2 separate regions of the Triticum aestivum genome follow, and region 2 is linked to region 1. A link is a contact called in public Hi-C data. All regions are on one chromosome and are shown on one strand. Each heading gives the region's core, a stretch centred on a gene start, on an enhancer-like site or on the middle of the called end of the contact. The rest is flanking DNA. Distances are from core to core; before and after follow the strand shown.

Region 1 (6,080 bases), core at 3,256-5,755:
CCCCGCCCACTCCACCCCAACCCCTTATCCCCACCCACCCAACCGCCTTCTTCTTCCTCTCGCCATTTTCTCATCTCCTCCACTTCCCCCCTCCGATTTTCTTGGTTGATTCATGGATTTTGCGGATCGAGAAGGCTTTGGAAAGAGGAAGGCAAGCTCCTCCCATCCCCAATTAGTTTGAGTCAAATCAATCCGCTTTCTTATAGCCTAAAAAAGGTTCATGTTCATGTTCAAAATCATGAGGAACCCTAGTTGATATGATGAACCCTAGTTAATATAATGAACCTAGATGATTGCAATGTGATGAACCTAGTTGATGAACCCTAGGTTTAGTTTTTCTGACCATATGAGGAACCCTCCCTAGTTGATGAACCCTACGTTTAGGTTGATGAATCCTAGGTTTAGGTTTAGGTTTAGATTGCAATGTTAACAAAATTTATGATATGATGAATATCGGAGTAAGCAAAATTTATATGATGCAAGTAGTGGAGTAAATATGATATGATATGATATTGCATTTGACCCATCTTGATATATGTATTTTATTTAGTTAATGATGAACTTTTGTTATTCATCCATATGTTTAGGTCTGCAACAGTGGTGCAACCATCACCCATTCATCTCCAACACGACCCGTCCGCCTTGCCACTTCCGTACGTGTACGATTCCTTCCCCGAGCTTCTGCAGCTGGTGGGAGCTTTTTCAGACGAGTTCCTAGAGGCGACGAGGGCAGTGCGGTGGCACGAGAGGGCAGAACGGATCGCCGACGATGTGAAGTGTTGGTCGTTGAGTGTGAAGGAGTGGAAGAGAGTGACTGCAGATATGGAGGGAGATCCAACTATCTCCCGTGAACGCCGGGAAAAGACTATTGAAGTTGCCAAGCAACACTCCAACTGGGAGCTGCGCAATTTGGGCCGGAGGATCTACTTCGAGAGCAATGCGGAGGAGAGAGCCAGAATGCCGCCCCCAAGTGCATCGGCGTTCGATATCATCAGCTGGGGAAGGGCGGAGGCGAAAACTCCAGCTGGCAAGGCAAGGTGGGAGTGCTTGAACGGTCGGATGCCGACTAGCGTTCCGCCTCCGCCTGAACCGGTGGATCCGCTGTCGTATCTGTCTCCACAGCCAGGCCTAACATACGAGGGGGGAGGTTTACCCGCCCTATAAACATGCCTTATGCATATGCATCTATGTGTTAGTAGGGGTTGTCAAACTATTTGCTATTTGCTATTTGCTATTTCCTACATATGAATCTATGTGTAAACTATTTGATATTTGCTATGTGGAACCTTTATTAATATGTGAGCTCATATTTTGCTATTTGTGAAACTATGTGAAACTTGTGACAAAACAAACAATCAATAAAACTTGTAAAAACCTAAACCCACAGACCTGCGGCGGTAGGGTAACTCAACCTACCACCAAGACCTGCGGTGGTAGGGTGTTGCGCTGGCCGTTAGCTAACGGCAGTGGGCCGTCCCGTCCATGCCACCGCCGGAAGCCCTGGAGGTAGCCTGCGTGAACCTACCGCTGAGTCCTTTGGCGGTAGCAAAAGGGTCAGATGTCAAAAAAAATTCAAAGTGAGGTCAGATCCCGATTTTGTTTGTCAAAAGGGTCAAAACACGAAATTTGGCCTCCTCTTGGACCCTTCACGTTGTTCTGCAGTTGCATACACGCACCCACTGTAGCACATGATGCATCTCACTGCAGGCTGCACCATGCCATTGCAAGGTTGCAAGGCTCTACCAACAAAGAGCTCAAAACATTGCTAGGCTATATCAATGCTTTAAATATCAAACGACGATTTTGAAAGTAACATAGGCCAACAACTCCATTAGATCAACATATCCAAGCATCACTGACATAGGCATGCATGGGGTCTCTTGGGTTAAATACATTGTCCATTATCATATTGGAATTATTGGGACTACTTTAAGTAGTACGTTAGTCTAAGAGTGCTTTGCGCAAGTTGCATTATTGAAGAGAAAATTCCACCTGTTCCTGCAATTATTGAATTGCATGAATGCGTAAGGTCTCTACAAAATGATCTAGTGTTTGGAGCTGACTATGAGTCAAGAGCTTGATGGTGTGGCTTACTCCCGGAATAAAGTCGACAAAAATGCCATATGCAGCACTTGTTTGGTGCTTGAGAAAATTAACGCACACTGATTTTATCTCCATTGAGGTTTTGTGTGTCTATCTTGCACATGTGTTGTTCAACAATTGCATTGGTGCTTGTTGTTCTTGAACTCAACCTATCAAGGGTGGTTCGCTATATAGAACCAATTTTCGCTCGGTCCGCACATGCGGGCAATGCTAGTATCTATGTTAATTAAGTAAATCAAAATTCAGACTCTTTTGCGGGAAGAAATGCATACTTTATTATTAAATACATAAACAAGTCACATTATATGTGTTAGTAAATTGCATTGGGGTAAAACATGCTACAATTGTATACAAAAGATTTCACTGGAATTACTTAACGTATTTGGATGATTTTCTTTGAGTTTTCTTGATACCATAGTCTTAAAAAATACTTTTTGGTGTTTGGGTCTAATAAAAATCATAGCTTTACAAAACTGTAGTTTCTCTAATATAAGAGTATCTACAGCCGGGCGTCGCAAACCCTCTCATACACTCAGGCGGACGGACTGGTCAGTGACTGGTCAGTGACTGGTCAGAAAAAACCGACCCAGATGGGTGCCTAAAACCGGCCTCAAACGTCTAGGCTGACTGGCACCCCTATATACAATCCAAATATGGGGCAGATCTGGGGAGGCCCGGGCGCGACCGGGCGTGGCTACCACGTCGGACCAGGCCCACGCTAGCCCACCGGACCCACATATATTCATCCCTATCCCCTCCTCGGACTAAATCCTAGCCACTCCACTCCACTCCACTCTGCCACCCAAGCTCCCGTCCGGCGATCTCCACTATGGTGGCAGCGGACCTGACTCTGGCCAGTCCAGATCTGTCGACTGGGGTGTCGTCCCATGCGGGTTGGAGGAGGCAATGGTCGTCCGCATTGCACTCCGCCGCTCCCGGGAGGACAACACCCGACCTACGACGGGCTCTGATCGGCGGGAGTTGATTGCGTCGGCACATCGGGCGCTCAAATCCACCGGGACAGGATCATCACGGTCCTCCTGAGAGCCTACCAATCTCCCTTTTCCCATCACTGGTCTGCCGAAGTATGAGTGCTACCAAGACCAGTGTGCCCGCCATGGGAAGGAGATGATGAGGTCGGCGAAGGCGGCTGATGCGGCGGTGCGGGCGACCGCAGAGGAGGAAGCCATATGCGCCTGCATTGTAAAGAAGCGGCAGTGGGGAAATACACGCGACCTCGCTCGAGAGCAGAATCCGGCGGTCCATGCCATGGTCGGACTGCCCCCAAGGAGGAGAAGGAGGACAACGTCGGGTCAGACAGCTACGACGACGGGCAGATTCGGCTCAATCCCTACTGCGTCTACGACCGCTACTTCCGCGAGAAGGGCGGTGGGAAGGGCAAGGGCAGCCGCGGATGATTTTCTCCATATCTAGCATGTAGGTTAAACATGTGAAATTTTGGTAGTCCCATAACATGTCCTAATGTAGTAGTCGGACAATGTGTGTAATGCATCGTTTGCGTAGTTACATGAGTTTGTATGAATTTGAGGTATACTAATTGAGGTGTCCGATTGTGAGAAGAGAAATTTGAGGTGTGACTAGGCAGTGCCCGTTTTGAGGGGTCAAATTTGCCAAGTCCGGCATTCGCAGGCATTTTTCGAATACCTGTATAACATGTCTCGTCATAGATGATGTGGAAAGCTATGAAAAGAACTATCTTTACAAACCGCTGTACATTGTCGATCTAAAAAACTAACTGATGTACATTGTATAGCCTGCTAGTATCTCTGGAAACACCCCGTAAACCGCCTGGTGGCTGGTTAAATTTTGCTGCCTTGTTCCATGCAATCGGCCATTCGAGACTTTGCGAGAAGTCACACATCGGCACAATTTACTCACGTAAAATCAGAACAAGAGCTACTCCAGCAGAGAAGCGACGGCACTCTATCCGTCACTGGCCTACACCAGCTGCCGTTTCGCGTTTGGACGGAGTAGAGCCGCGGCCAAGTCTCCGACACTGCCTTGGCTTCACCGAGACAGCTCCGGCCTGTCGTCCCTGTCGCTCCGAAAGACGACGAGCAGCCAGGCACCGAAATGAAATGGAACTTGGAGCCCCCGAAGCGATGGATGGCTGGATGCAGCGCATGCATGGCTCGCCCGTCTGCCCCAATTTGTGCAAGTGGGGGTGGCACCCCCTTCCAAGCCGCGGGTCGTCCTCTGCAGGCTTCGCTCCCTCGCTGTATCTAGCTGCAATAGACTAGACGCCCCTCGGTCGGTTTCGCCTCGCGCTCACGGCGTCCGTGCCTGCCGGAGCGACCGCGGCGGTCAAGCAAGCGCGCGGTACGTCGCCTTCTCGTGTGGCGTCGCCTGCGGATCAACGCTGAGCGCAACGTTTAGAAAAGAAGAAGCGCTCGTGTCCGGGCCGTGGGTCACGACGAACCAACCGACGGCGAACGCACGGCCCGGGTGGGGCAGCGGACGGCGACGTTGCCTTTTCGAGTAAAAGCGACGGCTCGTCCGATCAATTTGTCCGGTTCCCGCGCGCACATGTGACATGTACGGGAGCTGGGTTCGGACTCGGAGAAACCGGATGCACTCCACTCCCCTACCCGGCTAGTTGCCCAAAACAACTCAGTCAGAGCCCAACATACTCAACACAAGCTGGGTTTTGCTTCCTGGAACACGAACACGAGCGGGCAAGGTTGGTGAAGATCTATGCCGTTTTAACCTTTTCTTTTAGAGAAAAGGCAAGAATGCCCGATTTCAAATTAATGAAGCCACCAACTGTCTAGAATACAATGATGTTGAATACAAAGGCCAAAGACTTGACAAAAACTGAAAAAATACAATCAAAACACGCTAACGACCAAGCATGAGCAAAGTGACACCGAGCATAGCACTAGGTGAAACCAAGATCGAGCCGCCGGAGTACTCGACGCAAGCAGAACAACAAAGCAACTGCATCGAGATGATAGTAGTGTTAGACTGTATATACGTAGACTTTGTATACACCTTGTATTGTATCCTTTGGTACTTCTATATAATGAGATAGCCACACCTTGTTTAGGATGTCGAGCAGTTTCCCAAAACATACGTCTTACATGGTAGCAGTTTAGGGTTACGATGTCTTCCACTGCCCCCGCCGCGATCGCTGCGCCGGCCCATGCGCCGGCCTTTGCCGTCGCCCCCTCATCGCCCTTGCTTGCCTCTCAGCCCCTAGCTGCGGCCTGGTGGCACGCCGAGCCCCCCGGAGGAGCCCCTCCAGGTGCCCATATCGGATCGGGTGGGCAGGGCGATCTGCCTCCGCCGGTCTCCTCCGGCGGCCCGTCTTCCTCGACCAACGCCGCTACGCCGCCACCCTACCGTGGTCCTGCGCCCGCATATGACGCCGTTCCTGCATCGATCTACGGCGCTCCGCACCCGTACGGCGTCTCGGCGTCGGCCTACGGTGCTCCGTGGTATGGCGCCCCTGCATCGGCCTATGGTGCCATGCCACCGCCGCCGTCTGCCTGGCCGGCGCCTCCCTATGGTGTGCCGCCCTCGCAACCCTACGTGGCGCCGTCGCGCCCTCAACCCTATGCGGCACCGCCGCCTTCACTGCCCTACGGGGCTGCGCCTCCTACGTCACCTGGGGCTCCGGTCGCGACTACCGGTGATGTCCTAGCTACTCCTGGCGCCTACCCGTCGCCGCCATACGCTGGTGTTGTGCCTGGCTATGGCGCACCTCTGGCGATCGCCCCACACCCAGAGATGGATCCATCAATGGGTCTCTACGCGCCACCGACACAGGCTCATGTGAATCATGCTGCGGCACCATCGCCGTTTTACTTCTCGCACCTCCTTCCGGTGAAGCTCACGCCGGGCAATTACTTGTCTTGGCGGGCTCAGGTGCTGCCTCTTCTCCGAAGCCGCTACTTGGAGGGGTAAGTTGACGGCTCCATCCCGTGCCCGCCGCCGTCTCATCCGGCTTATCACGT
Region 2 (6,442 bases), core at 377-2,876, 56 kb after region 1:
GATGTCGTGCATGGTACGTAAAGAGCATTGCTATGCGTACGATTATTTCCATACGATTTTCATACGGCACTGTCAGAGCAAGCCGCTGCCCACCACCCGATCAGGAATCGTACAAAATCGTATATCCAAGCGTCGTACGTGCAGCAATTTCGGTACGTAAATTAGCTGGGACGTCAATTGGAGTTGTTGAGCAGCAACGAGACCTAATACTTGGAGAGATAAATAAAGTACTCCAGGGAATTTAACACGTACTGTTGGTATGGTAGTGATATTTCCGTACTTCGAAATGAAACTTCATGGTGATTTGAATCTTATCTAGTATTCCCTCTGTCCTAAAATGTAGGACGTTTTTTCGCATTCTGGTAGTATGGAAAAACATCTTACATTTTGAGACGGAGGGAGTACTACCTTTATCCGGGATGATTAGTCCCCTCATATCATGAGTCATATTGACCATACATTTAACTATTATTAGTAAAATATATAAGTTCATTTCAAACTACTACATCCGTCCGGATTTATTAGTTCCCATTGTATTTTTGGACAACTTGGACAATTGATTTAGCTATCAAAATGTAAGTTATATACCACAAAAATAGTATCATTGGAAACCTCTTTCAAATATGAATCAAACAATAAAATTTAATGACATACAACTTATATTTTATAGTTACATCTACGTTCGGGACAAAATATAAAGGGGATTAATAAATCAGGACGGATGTAGTACATTCAAAGAAGAATCCAACACTATAATTTGTTGTGACATGCATTAACATCTTACTAGCCAAACATGTGGTCGAAGTTTGACCGGAAATACTATGTGGACTAGTAAACCCAAAAGGAGGTAGTAGAGAGTAGTAGGCAGGAACATTTCGACCTGGTTGACAGTGGATAAAGTTGAATAAATTCGAAGCATTTTAGTAGGCGAGGGATGAGCTGATGCTGTTCATGATTCCCTCACATAAAAAGACGATCACATGGGTAGGAAATGAAGAAAGGAAAAGAAGATGGGTGATTAACACCACAGCACATGCGAGATCCGATTAGGTTATTTGGCGTCATGTACGTATGTCGGTGAGACCTTATCCTGCTGCTATGAATACTGTTGAGATGAGATGGAAGAAATCCAGATCCACCAACCGATAAGATAATTGCGGTATCTTATCATATCACGGCTCGGCTCAGCGCACGAAACTTCCCACGCGAACCGAGCCGCTACTCGTTTTTACTGCTGTACTCCGTTGGGATAGAAAAAGGTGCGGAAAAGCCGTTGGGTTGAGATAAAAATAACTTGCGTTCCACGCACATCCCCATATTGGCGTGGCTGGCCATGTGACTGATGCAAGTCGCCACAAAATAAGCACGCAAGCTGAACAAAAGTGTGTTATTAGTAAAAAAAAAAAAGAGAGGTGGTTTTGCCGGTCGCCGTCTTCGCGCCGGCCAAGCCAGAAAAACGCATGCCTGGCCACCACGCCACGCCGCTCCAAACTCAACCGGAGCGGAACGGATCTCCATAAAATCATCCACATCGTCAATCACATGGTGACCCACCGCCGCGCGGCTGTCAAAAGAAAGAAAACAAGCAAGCACTTCTTTTTAACGCCCGCCCGCCCGTCAGTGGTTCCCCGAACGAACCCGATCGCTCGCACCAGACGAACGAGACGAGACGAGACGAGGAGGAGGAGGAGGCACGGAGCTCCTTGTGTTTGGGTTTGCCCTTTGCGTTGCCCCACCCCCACCGGGCCACAGGACGAAACCAACGCCACAACAACTCACACCCCCTTCGCCCGCGAGTTGCTCAGTCGCAGCGAGCCGGGCCACAAGACACGAGCGTTCCGGTTCAGGTTGGGGTTGGGGTTGCGCTCCCTCGTTTCATCGTCGATCCGCCCGACCCGCCACACCGGCCCGGGGACAGACAGAGATCTCTCCCTCGCGCGCGCGTGCCGGCGGTGACAAATGCGGCTTGATTCGCCGGCGGACCAGCGGCGGTGAGCGATGCAGCCGGACCAGCACCAGCAGCAGCAGCGGAGGAAGGTGAGACCGTGCGCCACGCCAGGGGTTGCTGTTTGTTGCGGGGTGGTTGGCTGCCTTTCGGTGCCCGTGTGGGTTGTTGGCGCTTCGAGATCGGTCGGTTCGTCCGGCGGGTTGGATGAACCTACCTCGCCTCGGGGGAGGATTCTTTTTTCTTTTTGATTTGATGAGGAGGGGGCACTGGGCTCGTGGGATCCGGGGGGTTCCGCCGCGCACGCCCGTCAGAATTATCTCTTGCCATTGGTGTCCTGCAACTTCTCTTCTCCTTCCGTCGACAATTCCTTCCTTCCGTATAAGTTGAGGTTGTTGATTTCAGCTTCGCAGTCCAGCTGAATTATTTTCTTCCATTTCTTATCGCGAAAAAGGGATCCTTTTCACTCCTGTCTCTGGATCACAATTCACCTCAATTATTAACACAAGGTTCTCTGTTGGATTTCCCTAGTGGGTGCTTTCCTGAAATCTTCTTCTGCGGTTGGGCTGCGTCTTTTCTTGCATTGTCCCTCTATAAAGGAAATGGTATTCTTTTCTAACTTTTCCATTCCATGCTAGTAGTTGAGTACTCGTTGCTTCGTAAAGGATTACTGAGGCCTTTTCAACTCCTGTAATCTACACCAGGGGAAAGAAAAAAAAAGGGTGATTCAGATGCAACCTAAGAGGTGCCACAAACGCAAATGCGGTATTAGATTCGCTGAGTAGATATGTTTATCTCAACTCAACCCAAATCTGTGGTCTTCTTACCGTCTTTTTTCTTGCAAAAAGTTATAGCCAATCATCTTAATTGTCTCAGTGGATTAGGTTAGGTTGTCATATTCTGTGCCCACTTGGAAGGCATATTGATATTGATATAGATGGTTTTATGCCCAAGAACACATCCTTAAATAGTCATTCTTGGGCCCTTTGTGCTCGATAAGCGCTGTTTTCCTCATTGCTGGAGGCCAAGGAGTTTTGCATCGGACAGGGAGTTGTAGCTACCGTCTTTGCGCACCGTGATCCAGAAGCTTACGGAATCCAACTTTTTGTGCTGTATACAACTCTGTGAGTCAGTTGGATGCAGATTACAAGTCTGCTGTTTCAGTGGTCTGTTCGGTATGAAGTGGCCTTTATACAAAATTTGACTGTTGTATTGAGGAATTTTTTTGGGCGGTGGAAAACCTGGGTTTAACTTCTTTTTGTCCTTTAAGTTGTTTCATTGAGAGCCTATGTGGCTAGTATGTATTATCACCTGGGGTTTATCCAAAGGATGAGCCGAACCTTTTCTGGTCCTTTACTAAGTTTATTTGCTGGCAGGCTGGGCCATCTGACATTGAGCTCAATGCTTGAGGCAGATATTACTCAGTAAATTGGGCCTTCTTTTCTGTATGCGTGTCTTTTGTTTCAGTTGTGGAAAGGTTCTCCATTGCGCAGTATTAACTCTGTTTTTTTCCACTTCTCTCAGGGTTCATCGGAGATGGACTTCTTCAGTGAATATGGCGATGCTAATAGATACAAAATTCAGGAAGTCATCGGTAAAGGGAGTTACGGTGTCGTTTGTTCAGCTATTGACCAACATACTGGCGACAAGGTGGCAATCAAGAAAATACACAATATCTTTGAGCATTTATCTGATGCTGCTCGGATCCTCCGTGAGATCAAATTACTCCGCCTATTGAGACATCCTGATATAGTTGAGATCAGGCATATAATGTTGCCTCCGTCAAGGAGGGATTTCAAGGATATTTATGTCGTCTTTGAGCTGATGGATACAGACCTCCACCAAGTCATCAAGGCCAATGATGACTTAACCAAAGAACACCATCAGTTCTTTCTCTATCAGATGCTTCGTGCACTGAAATATATTCATACCGGTATGCTACTTTTTTCAAATTGAGATCTGAGTTAGTATGCAGTTCTCTATTGTCGTCCTATAATCTTTTTTGAATATCCAGGAGTAGGTATTTTATCCATACCCTATCTGTAGTTCGCTGCTGATGCTTTGCTCCGCTCCATGTGGAGCATACACAATTTGGAGAAATGCACTCACACATAAAATTCACTCTAGTGCCAAAGTTAAAAAGGCACTAGGCGTTAATTGTGCGTTTTGCAACCGCCTTGTGCTTTTCTGAGCAAACCATACACTTAAGCGCAACTATACGCACATTAACCACAATTAAGCGCTAGGCATTTTGCTATCGCCTAGAGCCTAGGCGTGCTTAAGCACCCGCCTTAGGCGCGCCTTTTTTAACCAAGTGCTAACCCAATAACCATGGCCGCCATATTTTAGAGAAAATTGTCCTTTGTCCCACATTAGTTATGTTCTTGTTGATCATTTGTCTTCTGATGATTTTGATATTTGGCCTTTCATTGACCTGAAAAATATCTCCCACTTTGTTTCATGCTTTTTGTTGCGAAATGTACACTTCTTTGTATTTACCTTTAATGTCATCATGATTATTTTCCACTATCCATTGTTGAGCTACTAACATTATCAGCTTCAAAAATCATCCATTTCCAATTTAAAATGCATGTTCATTTACCATTGTCTGTGACCTGACCAATATTTATATGATTGCAGCTAATGTTTATCATCGTGATTTGAAGCCAAAGAATATATTGGCAAATGCTAACTGTAAACTCAAAATATGTGATTTTGGGCTAGCACGAGTGGCATTCAATGACACTCCCACGACTGTATTTTGGACGGTATGTAAATTTTGGTAGACTAGAATCACATCCTGTGTTATTTGCCAAATTAGATTTGTATTCAAAGGTAGTCTTTTGGCACTTAATTTTTATCTTCTATTCATCATTGTTTGCAGGATTATGTTGCTACTAGATGGTATAGGGCTCCTGAGCTTTGTGGATCTTTCTTTACTAAGGTAACTAGTCTGCACATCTCTGTTGTGTTTGCTAGGATATCTTGTGCGCTACTGTCCACATAAACATGCCTCATGCAATTGCTGGGCAGGCTACGCTGTTTAATACCACATTATTCTTGCGCACATAGTAATAAAAGAAGATAAATCAGTGTCACAACTCACAACCTATACAAGGTTTCACTATGGTGTTCCATGTAGTCTACAGCTGTGCTGTACATATATATATATATATATATAGATGAAATGAGACCAAATTCAAGGTTCATATGACTACTAGATTCTACGTAGTCAGCTGGTCTTGCTAATAAAATGACAATGCAAACCCTTCTAGAGCCTACTGTTTTCACAACTACGGAGTATATGCTACTCCCTCCGTCCCAGTGTAGTGTCAAAAACGCTCTTATATTATGGGATGGAGGGAGTAGTTATCATTAATACCTGATCTTTCACTCCTTAAAAGGCTCTGATGTTGAATTCAGGATGCTAAATTGGTTGTTCTATGCAGTATTCACCAGCTATTGACATATGGAGTATTGGTTGCATTTTTGCGGAGATTTTAACTGGGAAACCTTTGTTTCCTGGTAAAAATGTAGTTCACCAGTTGGATTTAATGACTGATCTCTTGGGTACGCCGTCACTGGATACTGTTTCCAGGGTACGCTTTTCCATTCATGATTCATGATCCAAAGTAAGGTATCCATAAATGTCAAGCATCCTAATCCCTTTGCAACTACAGATCCGGAATGAGAAGGCAAGGAGGTACTTGAGTAGTATGAGGAAAAAACAACCGGTATGTTTTTCTGAGAGGTTCCCCAAAGCAGATCCTGCTGCACTCAAACTTATGCAGCGGCTTTTAGCATTTGACCCCAAGGATAGACCAACGGCAGAAGAGGCAAGTGTTTCTAGATAAAACTTAAGATTCAAAAACAGGTGTTAAAAACTCTGTTATCTAACAATGTTTATGTGCACATCATAATCAGGCGTTAGCTGATCCATATTTTAAAGGCCTTGGGAAGGTAGAGAGAGAACCATCCTGCCAGCCAATATCGAAATTTGAGTTTGAGTTTGAACGGAAAAAGGTGACAAAAGAGGACGTAAAGGAACTTATATTCCGTGAGATATTGGAGTATCATCCTCAACTTCTCAAGGATTACATGAATGGAACTGAAAAAACGAACTTCCTATATCCTAGGTTTTTTACCATAAGATCTCGATTTTTTCCCCATTAAATGCCAATTTTCATAACTGATCCGTTCTTGGTTCCTATGTTATTATGAAGTGCTGTAGACAATTTCCGAAGGCAATTTGCTAACTTGGAGGAAAATGGAGGGAAGGGAGGGGCAATCGTTCCATCGGACAGGAAGCATGTTTCACTCCCCAGGTACCCACTGCAAGATTTTACCAATAGTATATGCTTTTATGTTCTGCTTTTTGTTAAAACTAAGATGCCATTAAATTAAATAAATAGCTCATGTGTGCATGGTTAAAATATAGTTCTTTGGTGATCTCATGGTACTATGGAATCGCTTTACATGACAAAAGATGGTCAGGTA

Evidence for each region. A called contact is a pair of places that touch in the nucleus more often than the background predicts.
Region 2: a contact with region 1 is called in a Hi-C map of leaf, with 4 times the contacts expected there. The contact joins the promoter of LOC123078742 here to the enhancer-like site in region 1. A contact is called at or near these places in 2 of 5 Hi-C or Micro-C datasets (both in leaf).

The regions. Positions count from the first base shown.
Region 1 is chr3D:338,669,661-338,675,740 of IWGSC CS RefSeq v2.1, forward strand. No RefSeq gene overlaps it. Among protein-coding and RNA genes, the nearest start is that of LOC123078742, 57 kb to the right of the region's middle. Within about 2 kb of position 4,506, at least 3 of the 8 cell types and tissues checked have an H3K27ac peak or open chromatin away from gene starts, as enhancers often do. A contact at or near this core is called in leaf, where this site is marked.
Region 2 is chr3D:338,728,210-338,734,651 of IWGSC CS RefSeq v2.1, forward strand. It overlaps LOC123078742 (mitogen-activated protein kinase 8), which reads left to right and starts at 1,627. Exons shown (of 11, transcript XM_044501345.1): 1 at 1,627-2,037; 2 at 3,470-3,878; 3 at 4,586-4,713; 4 at 4,830-4,889; 5 at 5,395-5,544; 6 at 5,626-5,781; 7 at 5,870-6,081; 8 at 6,169-6,270; 9 at 6,384-6,439. The coding sequence starts at 1,999.